Linked DNA regions of Sus scrofa: region 2 is linked to region 1. Evidence: chromatin contacts called from public Hi-C data. All regions are on one chromosome and are shown on one strand. The core of a region is the stretch at or near the end of the contact, and the rest is flanking DNA. Distances in the headings are between cores, read along the strand shown.

Region 1 (5,724 bases), core at 3,141-5,640:
CCCACGGCATGTGGAAGTTCCCAGGCTAAGGGTCGAATTGGAGCTGCGGCTGCCAGCCTACACCACAGCCACAGCAACATGGGATCAAGTCACATCTGCCACCTACATCACAGCTCACAGTAACACCGGATCCTTAACCCACAGAGCTAGGCCAGGGATTGAACCCGCATCCTCATGGATACTAGTCATATATGTTTTTGCTGCACCATAATGGGAACTCCGGCCTAAGAAGAGAATTAACTATTTGAAAAGGAGCCATCGCACCTAATTTGTTGGGGACACTGACACACTCATTCTCGGGGTTCATTTATAACTTCTGGCTGTCTTTCCCCCCTTTTGTTAAAAAGATACAGAACCAAGAGCAATCAGTTACCTTAATTTTTTTTCAGGCTCTTTGCTGCAAGGAATATAGAATTAGTCAAATCATGCTGAGGAATGAGAGATGTGTTACAAGGATAAAAGGGTAATAACTAAAATTTCAGCCACACATTCAGACCTTATCTGAAAAGCAGAAATGGTGGAGAGGTCAGAACACACAGAGATGGAAACAGAAGGTTATCAGAAGCTAAAGAAAATACCTCAGGCCCAGAACAGTCTACATGATACTGCCATAAAGATATTGTCTTCCTCTGCTTCTTCTCTTGGTGCTTAGTGATGATGCTTCTCTCATTATTATCCTTCTGTTCAAACTCCCAAGAGACAGCTTCTGATTGGCCAAGCTCATTCTCTGATTCTTGTTACCGATGGGCAGGACCAACTTCATGGAGAAAATGTTGCAGAAACTGTGGCAGCAAAAAGAGACAAGTGGCACTCGGAGATGTGGAATATTTATTCAGCAAGGTTTATTCAGCATGGGTGTGGCTCAGAGGAGGTGTCCCCAGAATCTGAGCACCATGTCTTTGCTCTGGGTAGCTTTTATACAACACAGACTTCTGGGTCTTGTTTTTCCTGTGCAAGCAGCCCAGCCCTCCCCCTTTGGGAGGAGCAGACAGAGTTCCTGCCTAAGAAGCTGAGCAAGCAAGTTTCCAAAAGCAAAACTGATAAGCAATGCTTGGAGCTCTGGGGTGCAGGTCTGCTAGCAAGGACATAAGGCATATTGTTGCTACAAGATGACAAGAGAGGTGGTGTGTGGGGAGCAAAGCTGCTGACAGGCATGGAGTTGCCTCCTCAGCTGGGGTGGGGGGTAGTTGTTTCTTTAGTTAAAACTCTTACTTCACATGGAAGTGTGACCTGCTTGGGGGGGGGGTGTTGTCCTTGGTTTAATGCTTTGCTATTGGAAATTATTTGCAATTTTATGTTTGAACTTGTATTTTGAGGGTGAAACCCAATGGTTTCAATGGGACAATGGAGCACATGCATGAGCAGAGGAGATACGCTCAATATGTGTCTCCTTCTTCACACATGACCAGTTGTGCTGTTCCATGAGTGCAAAAAATCCCATGGCACTGTGATGCCTGGGTGTTCAGGAGACTGAATGTGACTGAAAGATAAGTGATAATCTTGCTGAATCTGTGCCTGAGCAAGAGGAGGAAGCCTTGGATGACCCCAAGAAGTCCCTAGATCTACTTTCCATTAGATCTAGAGCTTGTGTTACCAGAGTGAGGCCAAAGAAATCAAAACATTGGTGTTTGGAGCAGAGAAATGTTTATTGCAGGCTATGCAAGGAGATGGGTGGCCCTTGCCCCTCAAACTCCAAACTCCCCGAAGGATTTAGCAAAGCATTTTTAAAGGCAAGGTGAGAGACGGGCATGATTGATTGTTGCAACTGTCATGTTGGAATCCTTTGTTCTTGCAGCAGCCACATAGGTCAGATCATAATCAATGTTCCTGTAAAGGTACAATAAGAAAATGTTATTTTCTCTTCTGCAACTTTTTATCTCCAGAGGAATGGGAAAGTGTTATACTTTTAAAGGTCAGAGCCTTGAGAATGGGCTCTCCTGTAAATTTCAGGCTATAGGCAACATAATCTTAACTCCAAGCAAAAGTAACAATACAAAAGTTAAAGAGAAACAGAGAAACATGGAGTCAGATTTGTTCTTTCCCATTACACTTGCTTCAGATGCAGGAAGAAGTCCATGTGAGAAGCACAAATGACCACCAAGTCCTGTCCTACCCTTTCTCACTCATGTTACTTCCCTGTATTAGCCCGTCTACACTGGAAATGACCACCAAGTCCTGTCCTACCCTTTCTCACTCATGTTACTTCCCTGTATTAGCCCGTCTACACTGGAAATGACCACCAAGTCCTGTCCTACCCTTTCTCACTCATGTTACTTCCCTGTATTAGCCCGTCTACACTGGAAATGATGACACAGAAGGAAAGGACAGGAGAGGGGAGCCTTTTCTTTCCCCTTTCGGTCCTTCCTTACTCATCAGTAAACCAAAAGCAGAGAGTGTTAGTAGAATACAGCATACCAAGAAAGGAAAGAAAAACCATTGAGTTCATGTTTTGCAGTTTCCAAAGTTCTGGTAAGAAATAAATCCATGGGCATGTATGAGCTACAAAATACAAATTGCGGTACTGGCTATTCAGTGTCCGAGCTAGATATCCTATATTTGCATTTCAACAGGAATTGCAGAATATAAAGAGAAATGGTAAACATTAAAAATTTTTTTTTCTATCATGGACTTGGAGAAGAGGCTTGTGGTTGCCTGATGGGAGGGGGAGGGAGTGGGAGGGATCGGGAGCTTGGGCTTACCAGACACAACCTAGAATAGATTTACAAGGAGATCCTGCTGAATAGCATTGAGAACTTTGTCTAGATACTCATGTCGCAACAGAAGAAAGGGTGGGGGAAAAAACTGTAACTGCAATGTATACATGTAAGGATAACCTGACCCCCTTGCTGTACAGTGGGAAAATAAAAAAAAAAAAAAAGAAAAAAAGAAAACACTGAGAATAGGTGAATCTTGGTAAAAAAGAGTTTTTGTCTGTTTTTTATCCAATTCTTGCAAATTTTCTTTAGGGATAATATTATTCCCCTCCCATTCCCTACTCCCACCTCTCCTACATCTCAGAAGTGAGTCCGAAATAATAAAATACGTGATGTGAAAAAAAAAATTTTTTTTTTTCTTTACTGAAAATGACTTTAAGTAGCAAATTAAAAACATCATGATAAGTCGAGAGAGACTGTGGAGGAAAGGAAAAAGCTTTATATTTCCCTCCATTTCATAGCACTTGCCCCCTGCTTTTTGAAAAAGGGAATCTGCATATTCCTTTTGCAGGGGGCCCCACAAACTGGCAGCAGCCCCTGTAGGGAGCTGTATCACGGGCTCCCATCAGATTGTGGGCCAAGGGTCATGTGACGCAAATATGGTTGCTTTTGTGGGCAACGTGCCTGGCCAGTTTTCCTTAGAGGGGAGGGCGATTTTTTGATGGGGTAATATTTTGGCAGTCTGCCTCCCCTCTCCTCACCAGTGGGGTACTTGTTACATTGCTATGTTTTAAATAATATCATGCCATCTTTGGGGCATGATTTTTTTTTTTCAGCCTATAAAACTTAAGAGTGTCATTTTTTTTGTTTCTGAAAAACTATTCAAATGAGTGTTCCCTCCCCTTTTGTTGGCCTGAACTACACCTTCCATGGAGTAGGCTTTACATTTTAGAAAGTAAGCAATTATTTTGAGAAAAGGCACAAATGCAATGGTTAGAAGATGTTTAAGCATTTCAAGTAAAGCTCAACACAATTAATGATTCCAACAACAGAACTTCCATATACTCTCTCTGAAGAAAAATGGATCTTAATGACGTTTTATGATATCGTCTTTTTTTTCTTCATTTTTTTGTCTTTGTTATTTAGATGTACTGATCTGTGGCATTAATTCCTCTTTCATAAGAGCAGATTTTAACTCTAGTACTTCCTGAGCACAGGCCACTGAGGATGCATAAACCTCTTTCGGGCTGTTTTCCTCGAGTCGTGGCATAGAAACATTCCTCTACCTGGCAGTCATGACAATTCACACCTTGGGGTATGTGTGCCTGTGCACTTGCCCTGGCCACCACACCTCCACCTGCCTGCGTACCCTCATACTCCTCCCCCCACCCCACCAACCAGAATTGCCATCAGAAACTGTTGGGTTCCGTGTCAAACACTGGTAACAGAGCAGAAAGCCCCCAATTTGCAGGCAGTGTGGAATTTTTCCTTCGACGGTGTTCCCCTGGAACAGCTCTTCAGAGAGAGTCACCATCCCAGAGGCTATTTTGCTCTCAACAACCCCTATTCTTTCAGGGGGAAAGTGCAAAATTAGACTCTGGTTTTCTCCCCTGGGTTCCACAGAGAGTAAATATTAGCAGTTTTGTTAGGCAAGGGGAGGTTGGGTGACCTCTCTGGAATTCCAAAGTTCGCTTTCCCTGGTTTTCATAACTCGTTCTCAGCTCTTTGAACTGTGCCCAAGCACCAGTTTATGATGTCATAATTGCTCACCAGGGACCAAGGCAGAGATCTGATTTCCTACAGTAAAGTGCAGTGCACCTGGGAAATACATAATAGCTCTACCAAGACGCACATTACATCAGCTATGATTCATAGCTGTGATCTGGTTTTAGGCCAAAATCTGATAACACAAACCAAATACTTCAACTGCTAGAAGGTGCTTAACTGGAAAACATGAGACAATTTTTTTTTCCCTTCTGACTTTAGTCTTAACTATATATGTATATACTTCAAATAATCCACATGACTTTCAAAGAATTTTTTTTTTAAAGACGTCAAGGGAATAGGATCTAAAACATATTTATCCTGCCGAACTTGGATGCACTTTAGGGTCATGAGTAAGCTGTGCCAAGCAGCATATGAAATCAGTGAGATAAACTTTGATGCATGTTAGCTGTGTGACCTTAGGCAAATGACTCAAACTCCCTGAGCTGAAGTTTCCTTTATCTGAGAAATAAGAATTAGCAATGCCAATATTAAAGGACTGTTAGAAGGATTAAACTAAATAATAAAAGCTTCTTGCTTGGTGCCTTGGACACAATGTAGGGTGGCTACATGATAGTCATTTTCTCCTTTCAATCCGTGGAAAATACTGATGCGGTACACACAGTGGGTTTCTTGCCCTGCTGTGCCAGGCCATCTCAGCCAGGCTAGGTTGGGATTGGTTTCTTCAGGGGCGTGTCTTAATTGACCTGAGCCAATGAGAGTTAGCTGTTCGTCCTCTTGCCATGTGATTGGTTTTCATAAGCTCTGGCCAAAGATGATCGGTACGTGTAAGTCACCTAGCCGACAACTGGCCCAATCAGCGCAAAGCTCAGGGACTGATTTTGCTCCCTCCGGGAGGTGAGTAGAGCTGCTAAAGCCCGGGCTGCTGTGGAAGCCGTCTTATGACCTTGAGAGAAGCGGGATAAGGCCGGGAACAGGAAAGGGTGGAACACGGAATCTCCAAGAAATAGGCAGGAGACCAGTTTGAACAAAGCGTGAGCTGGACTTGAGCTATATGTCTGTTCTGCCCGTCTTTAATGCACCGATGTCCTTTCTGAGCTTCCACAAGAAGAAATACTCATTGGCTGTCTCCTTGGGGTTTTGATCCAGAGCAGTCACTAGGCAAGGATGCAGCTGCATCGCAGTGCACCGGTTCAAGCATTTCCACCAATTGAATCTTTTCTAATAGATTTTAAGACAATATCCTCCTCCTTAGCTGTGTGAATGAAACTTCCACTATTAGATGAAACTCAATTGTATGCAGTTGCTTCTGTTTTTCCCTGATGATGGGGACCACCTGCAGAAT
Region 2 (6,080 bases), core at 987-3,486, 55 kb before region 1:
CAAATGATAGAAGTTCCTCCTAATTGTTTTAAAAGGGCCCTCACGCAGGGTGCCTGAGTCTTGGGACAACAGGAAAAAAATAATTAAAGCTCACAGAAGCTTCTCAGGCCCCGCGGATCTGAGCTGGTCATTGTTCATTTCGTAAACAAGGGCGCCATAAAACAAATGCTTAGGAAGCCCGGGTTGTTCACCGAGTCCTTGTCCCAGAACTAACTGTTCCTTCTCAGCTCAGCAGGAGGCCTGCGAACCTTGGGGAGCGTCTTAGGGCCAAAGCCCCCTTCCACGCTTCCCGTCTGCCCACGTGCAGAAAACAGGGAGGCAGGCAAATAGGGAGTTTGGGCTCTTTCCATTTTCTGAGGGGCTTGGCCTGGACAGACTGCACTGAGCAGGGCGCCAGGAACCTTCTCCAGGCCCCCCCCGCCCCACACACACACTCCTCGAGTCTGTTTCCTGGTCAAGATGGCCAGGTGGGAAGGCGGGCTGTTCTACTTGATGACCACAGCATCGGAGACCAGCAAAAGGCTCCCTAGCCCCTCAAAGTACAGCCGCTGTCCACCCAAGGATGTCAAACGCCTTGCCAACCACCCATTAATTTTTATGGTGCCCTGAGAAGCTGATTGCCAGTCATTACCTTCATTTTTACAAGGCAAGGAACCCAAACCCAGCCAACCCAGTCTGAGCCGATGGTCTAGCTCACTCCAGGCTTCTGTTTCGCTCCATCTCAGGCCAGCAGATCCCCACCCACTGGAAAGGGGACGCACAGCCTGAGAAGGGAGCCAGGCCCTGGACACCCAAACTTTGGTGCTCAGAGCTCACCACGTTTAGAAGGGCGGAAAGGGGAGAGCCGCACAAAGGGATTGCTTTCATTTAGTTAAGAGAGGCTCGGCTTGTAAACTTACAGATTAAACCGGCAAGCCCGTGAAATGTGGGTATTAAAGACTGTAAAAACTGAGGCCGGTAGGAACTGTGGGATCAATGATGGTTTATTTCACTGTTTACATTCCTGTTTTACTGTTTACATTTCTACCCGGGGCGTATATTGCTTTCGTGAGCAGAGCAAAAGTTATGCTAACTTCTTACTACTGATAAGCACACGGTACCGATCTGCTGCATGCACTAACTTGGAAAGAATAAGCACGGGTAAAATCCAGCCCGGTGTTCTTTCTAAACCTCAACGGTAAGGCTCCACCGGCCTCTGCGCACGTAGGAAGCCCGGCCGCTGTCCCGCTGCGCCCCTCTGGCGGCTCCTCTGGCCGCCCGATACCCCGAGGAAGGGCCAGCGCGGCCTGGTCACCCCCGGCCGCATGACCCGCCTCGGGCTAGGAGCCGCCGGACTCCACGGCCAGGATCCTGCGGGCCGCCAATCCGCACCGCGGAGCCGGCTTCCCGGGAAACACCACTAAGCAAGCATGCGCCTCTCCCGCCGTCCCTACCCGCCCGCGGCCGGCGCTGTCACCTCGCGGCTGCTCGGTCGCCGGACGGCCAAGCCAGAAACCGGGGTTTTCGTTTCCATCCTAAAATGAGGGATCTCCCAAGAAGTTGAAATATGCATTGTCACCAAGTTTAACCCGGGACCGCGTGCCTCGCCCTCCTCCCCGGGCCGCGCCAGAGGGAGCCCCGGCTCCTCCAGCCCTCGGAGTGCCCACGGCCCCACAAGCTGAGCGCCCCGAGGACGCGTCCGGTTGCCGAGGAGGGCCACCCCCCAGGGCCGGCCCCGGGAAGCGCTCTAGGGCCAGGGGAGGAGGATCCGCCAGGCGCACGCGAGGCTGTGAGTGCGGCTTGGCACCCGGAACCCCGGCCTGCCCGCCTGCGCCCGGGTGACCGGGCCCGCGGGAGAGCACGAGGGGCGCGCGAGGCTTCCCGAAGCCGTCCCGCGCCAGCCGCGTCCGGCACTCTGGAGCCCCGAACTGAGGCGGCTGGGAAACGATCCGCGCCCGCGAGGCGTGCAAACCCGCTGAGCCCCAGCAGGCGCGGCGAGAGTGAGGCCGGGCAGTGGGGCTGGAGCGGCCCGCAGGGGACAGCCCCGAGCGCAGCCTGCCTACCTGGCTCGCATTGCGTCCCGCTGGCTGCTGCGGCTCTCGTGGCGATCTGGGAACTCGCCCCGCAGGGAAAGCGGGCGGATCCGCGGGAACTACCGCGCGGCGCCGGCGAAGGGCCGGGACCGCCGAGAGTGCCCGGAGCACTCGGCCCCCGCCTCCGCGGGCGGAGGGTGGTCCCCGCGCCGGGGCGGGGCCGTGGGGCGGAGGCGGGGCGTTCGAGGCCGGGCGCGGGGGGCGGGGACCAGGCAGCTGACAGCAGGGGTGGTCTCCCCACCCGGACGGGGTCCCGGGGCGGGGTCTCGGGGGCGGGGCCGCAGGGGAGGGTGGCCCTGCGCGGAGCTGGCCTTGGGTGGCAGGGGCGGAGTCTGAACGGAGCGCTCAGAGGAGGCTGGGGGTGGGAGGAAAACCGGGACAAGGAGGCTACGGGTCAGAGCCTCGGCCTCCCGGAGGCAGGAGCGGAGTATGGGCTCGCAGAGGGCGGGGCAAGCTCGGAGGGGAGGGTTCTGCAAGGTGGCGGAGAGGCGGGGGCGGGGTGTAAATAAGTAGGGGCGCGGCTAGAGTGGGGGGGCGGGGCCTAGCCGAGGCCGTCTAGAGGAGGGGGCGGGTGGAAAACCAAGGGGTGGGGCCGAGCAGTTGTCTCCGGAGTCTGGGGGAGGGGCGAGCGGTTGGCCACCCAGAGGCCGGGCGTGGGGTGCGGCTTGAGGGGCGGGGCTAGCACGGAGGGGCGGGGCCGAGCCGGGCGGCGGGGAAGCCGGGCGGGGGAGCGCGCGCAGGCGGGGTCTGGCGCCGAGTCTCCCGAGCCACCGCGGGGATCCGGCCTCGGCGTCTCCTCCTCTTCCTCCTCTGGGCGCCGGCCAGGGAGCGAGGTCTTGGCAGGAGGGTGTCCCTGGGATCGCGGTCCCTGGTACCGAGCAGATCTAGAGGTGGCTGTTATTACCGCGACCTTTTGGCCGCTCTCCTGAGCCCCCGGCATCCACATCTTCCCACCTCGTCTCGGGGAACCCCAAGCAGAGACCCCTGAGTGAGGTTCGGAACCCCAAGTTGGCTTCGTCCACGCCGCTAACGGTGGCTCCTGATTCTCAAAACCCGTCTTAGAATAAGCTTGTCTTCGACCGTGGTGGAAAGCAGGTGCGAGACTGTGGGGACCAGCACAAAGTTAAAAAAGAAAGAACAAGAGAAAAGGAGCCACGCCGAAAATTACCAAGAACTTCCTGCTAAGCAGATTGCATCTAACCATTTACACTTTTCTCTGGCCGGTACGCCGCTGGGTCCCAGTACCTAGAACCTGCCTGGGACATAGAAAGCGCTCAGTGAATGATCGCACCAGTTACTGTATCGCAGGCAGTTTCCATGGACTGCACATTTAATTCTTAAAAAATCCCACACTTGGCTACTCACAATAGTCCATTTTACGCATGAGTAGACTGAACCTGGGCGGATTAATTTGACAGCAAGAAACTGGTAGAACCAGAATTTGACCAGAGGCCACTCCAGAAGGTTGGGCTGTAACCACGTTGGGGAACACCAGCCACCCTACTGAGGACTAGGAGCCCCCTGCAATGCAGAATCCAGGGGAGTCTTTGGCGGTAGGGAAGCTGACACTTCTTGTTCCGTGGCCAGAATTAGACACTCCTTCAGTCATTCCTCGTCACTGCCTGGCAAAGCAGATAGTATTGCTATTATTCCCACTTCATAGGTGACTTAGAGTTTACGCACTGCACGTATTGATTACATGGAGCATGAGTCTACATTCAAACCCTCCCTGTTCTGGATTCCAAGCCTTTGCAGCTCCCTCAGTCTTGGACACCTTCCTTTACGTACAGAATCTGGTTTGCTAGCACCTTAATTTGAAATCCACCTTGAAATTTCAGGAGACAAAAGAAGACAGAGACATAATCTAGAAGGGTGGAGACTCCTCTTCTGGTTTGGGGGTCATCTGTGTGTTAGGACAATTGCATTCCTGAAAATGGATACAATTAGTTCTAAAATGTTTGCTGCATGTTTCAAAAAGAGGCCTTCACCCTGAAGGGGCAGGTAAGAAAGCCTCAGAGAGGAGGAGCTTGTCTATGGCATATGGGGGTCCCAAAGGATCCTCAGTGGCTTAGGACCATGTTTGAGGCATGGGCCTGGGAGCCAGTCTGCTGGGCTTGGGTCCCTGGTGAGTTATGCTTCTCTGTGACTCAATTTCCCAAGTAAGTATGAAAATTCAGTGCAGCAGGTAAAGGGCTTAGCAGGGTGCCTGGCACAAAGTAACATTCGATACATTTTACCTACTATTATTACTGCTATTCCCACTGACTAATATCCTTACTGTGTAAAAATGCCTGGAAAGTATTGAACAAGACAAGCAGTAGAAAAGGGACAAGCGGGATGGAGAAGACAATTCCCAGAAGCGCCACAAATGGCCCAACGTTTGGAAAAGCTTGGCAGCCACACCCAGGAAGGGAACAAGGGCAAAACAGGGAAACAGTCAAATAAGATAGCCAGGGCCTAGGCTGGGAAGAGCTGGGGAGAGCTGAGTTCGCCGAGCAGTAAGGGAAGAAGAGGCGTTAAAAAGGCACAAAGAGCTAAGTGTGGTGGAAATGCAGGATACTGTGTGAATAAGCAGAGGGCTGGCTCCCTTCACCTTGAGTGGCGGAGAGCCTGCGCCCAGGTGTCCACAGCTGTGCCAGCAGTTCTTGGCATCAAGGTGCTCTGAGCATCTTCAAACCAGCCTGCATCCTCAGAGAGGAGCTTATGGAAGTCAAAAGACCCAGGCAGACACGCTTGTACTCTTACTCCTGGAGCTCGTGCATTTGAGCTGGGGAGGCAATATTGCATGAGGTGTCTGTGGGCTGTTCTGCCTCGTGTGTTCTGGAAGACAAGGAGGTCTCAAGATGTTGCTCCCTGGGAACTTTATACTTGCTCATTCTGCCAGTTTTTACTCCTTGCCCTTCTGAAAGCAAAAGAGAAAACATGAACTATTCATAACATTCATAGTGCTCACCTACTCAATAAGCATTTCTAGTGGGAACACATACAGCAAAATCGATAGCTTGGGTTTTTGAGTACGAAAATAATAATACATGTTTGTTTCAGAGGATTCAAATGATTGGAGGACTGTGTAGAGTAGCAAGTAGGCATCGACTCCCAATTTCGAACCCTCTCCCAAGATCCCACGGTTAACAGAGTATTGTTGGATGTCCGTCCAGAACTGTTTCTTAAGCATTTACATATATGTTAGTGTGCATGCCTGTACATGTGTATGTGTGTGATGTGGATGTGTGTATGTACACACACAGGAGTGTACACATGCACAAATAAAGACCGACTGAGTGTGTGGGTACTGAAACCAGGTTGCCTGGGGGTGGATGCCAGCCCCACCACTTCACCGACTGATTTCTCATCTTGAGATGAGCACAATACTCTCAAGGATTAAATAAGATGATGTATGCAGATCGCTCAGTGGAGAGCACATAGCATTTCCTCATATAAGCTATTGTCATTCACACACACACACACTTACAAGTTATTCTTTGATTCACATAAAACCCAAGAGAACGGTCCTACTTTTATATCAGCTGTACAGAAAAATACCTTTTTGCAAGCCACAGTACTTACCAGGGAGCTTACCACATGGCCCCAAGGGAAAAGGGTTGATGAGCATCCAAGAAAGTGACCTTCAGATTTCATGAAAGGATTTCACCTGCCAATTTTCTGCATGAATGTGGGCTCCTCTATAACAGCATTTACGCAGTGTCTAGGGACAAATGCCATCTTGGGAAGTCCTCTGTGTGTAGGAGAGTAAAATGCATGAGAAGTTAGAGGGCAGCAGGTGGCTTTGGACCGTCAACATGGCAGCACTCTTATCTAAGCCAACAGTCGTGTCAACTTAACCCACACCAACCACCCACCACCAAAGATTCATTCTAGATGCATACAGCACTCCCAGAAAGAGCAGCTCAAACAAACATGAAGACGTAGCCTGCCCTGAGCTCTACCAAAGCCTGCTGATTTTGTAGCATTTTGGCCACCTATAAAATACACTTCCCATTCGGAAGT

Evidence for each region. Hi-C and Micro-C count contacts between places; a contact is called where the count stands out from the background.
Region 2: a Hi-C map of liver shows a contact between it and region 1, with 5 times the contacts expected there. The contact joins the promoter of SH3BP4 here to the enhancer-like site in region 1. A contact is called at or near these places in 1 of 5 promoter capture datasets (liver), 3 of 47 Hi-C or Micro-C datasets (embryonic fibroblasts, heart right ventricle and liver) and 1 of 2 datasets of contacts at active chromatin or transcription factors (skeletal muscle).

Annotation. Positions count from the first base shown.
Region 1 is chr15:134,947,382-134,953,105 of Sscrofa11.1, reverse strand. LOC102164001 (a long non-coding RNA gene) reads right to left here and starts at 919. Exons shown (of 4, transcript XR_002339213.1): 1 at 579-919. Within about 2 kb of position 4,390, at least 9 of the 83 cell types and tissues checked have an H3K27ac peak or open chromatin away from gene starts, as enhancers often do. A contact at or near this core is called in liver, where this site is marked.
Region 2 is chr15:134,999,657-135,005,736 of Sscrofa11.1, reverse strand. It overlaps SH3BP4 (SH3 domain-binding protein 4), which reads right to left and starts at 2,236. Exons shown (of 6, transcript XM_021074833.1): 1 at 2,043-2,236.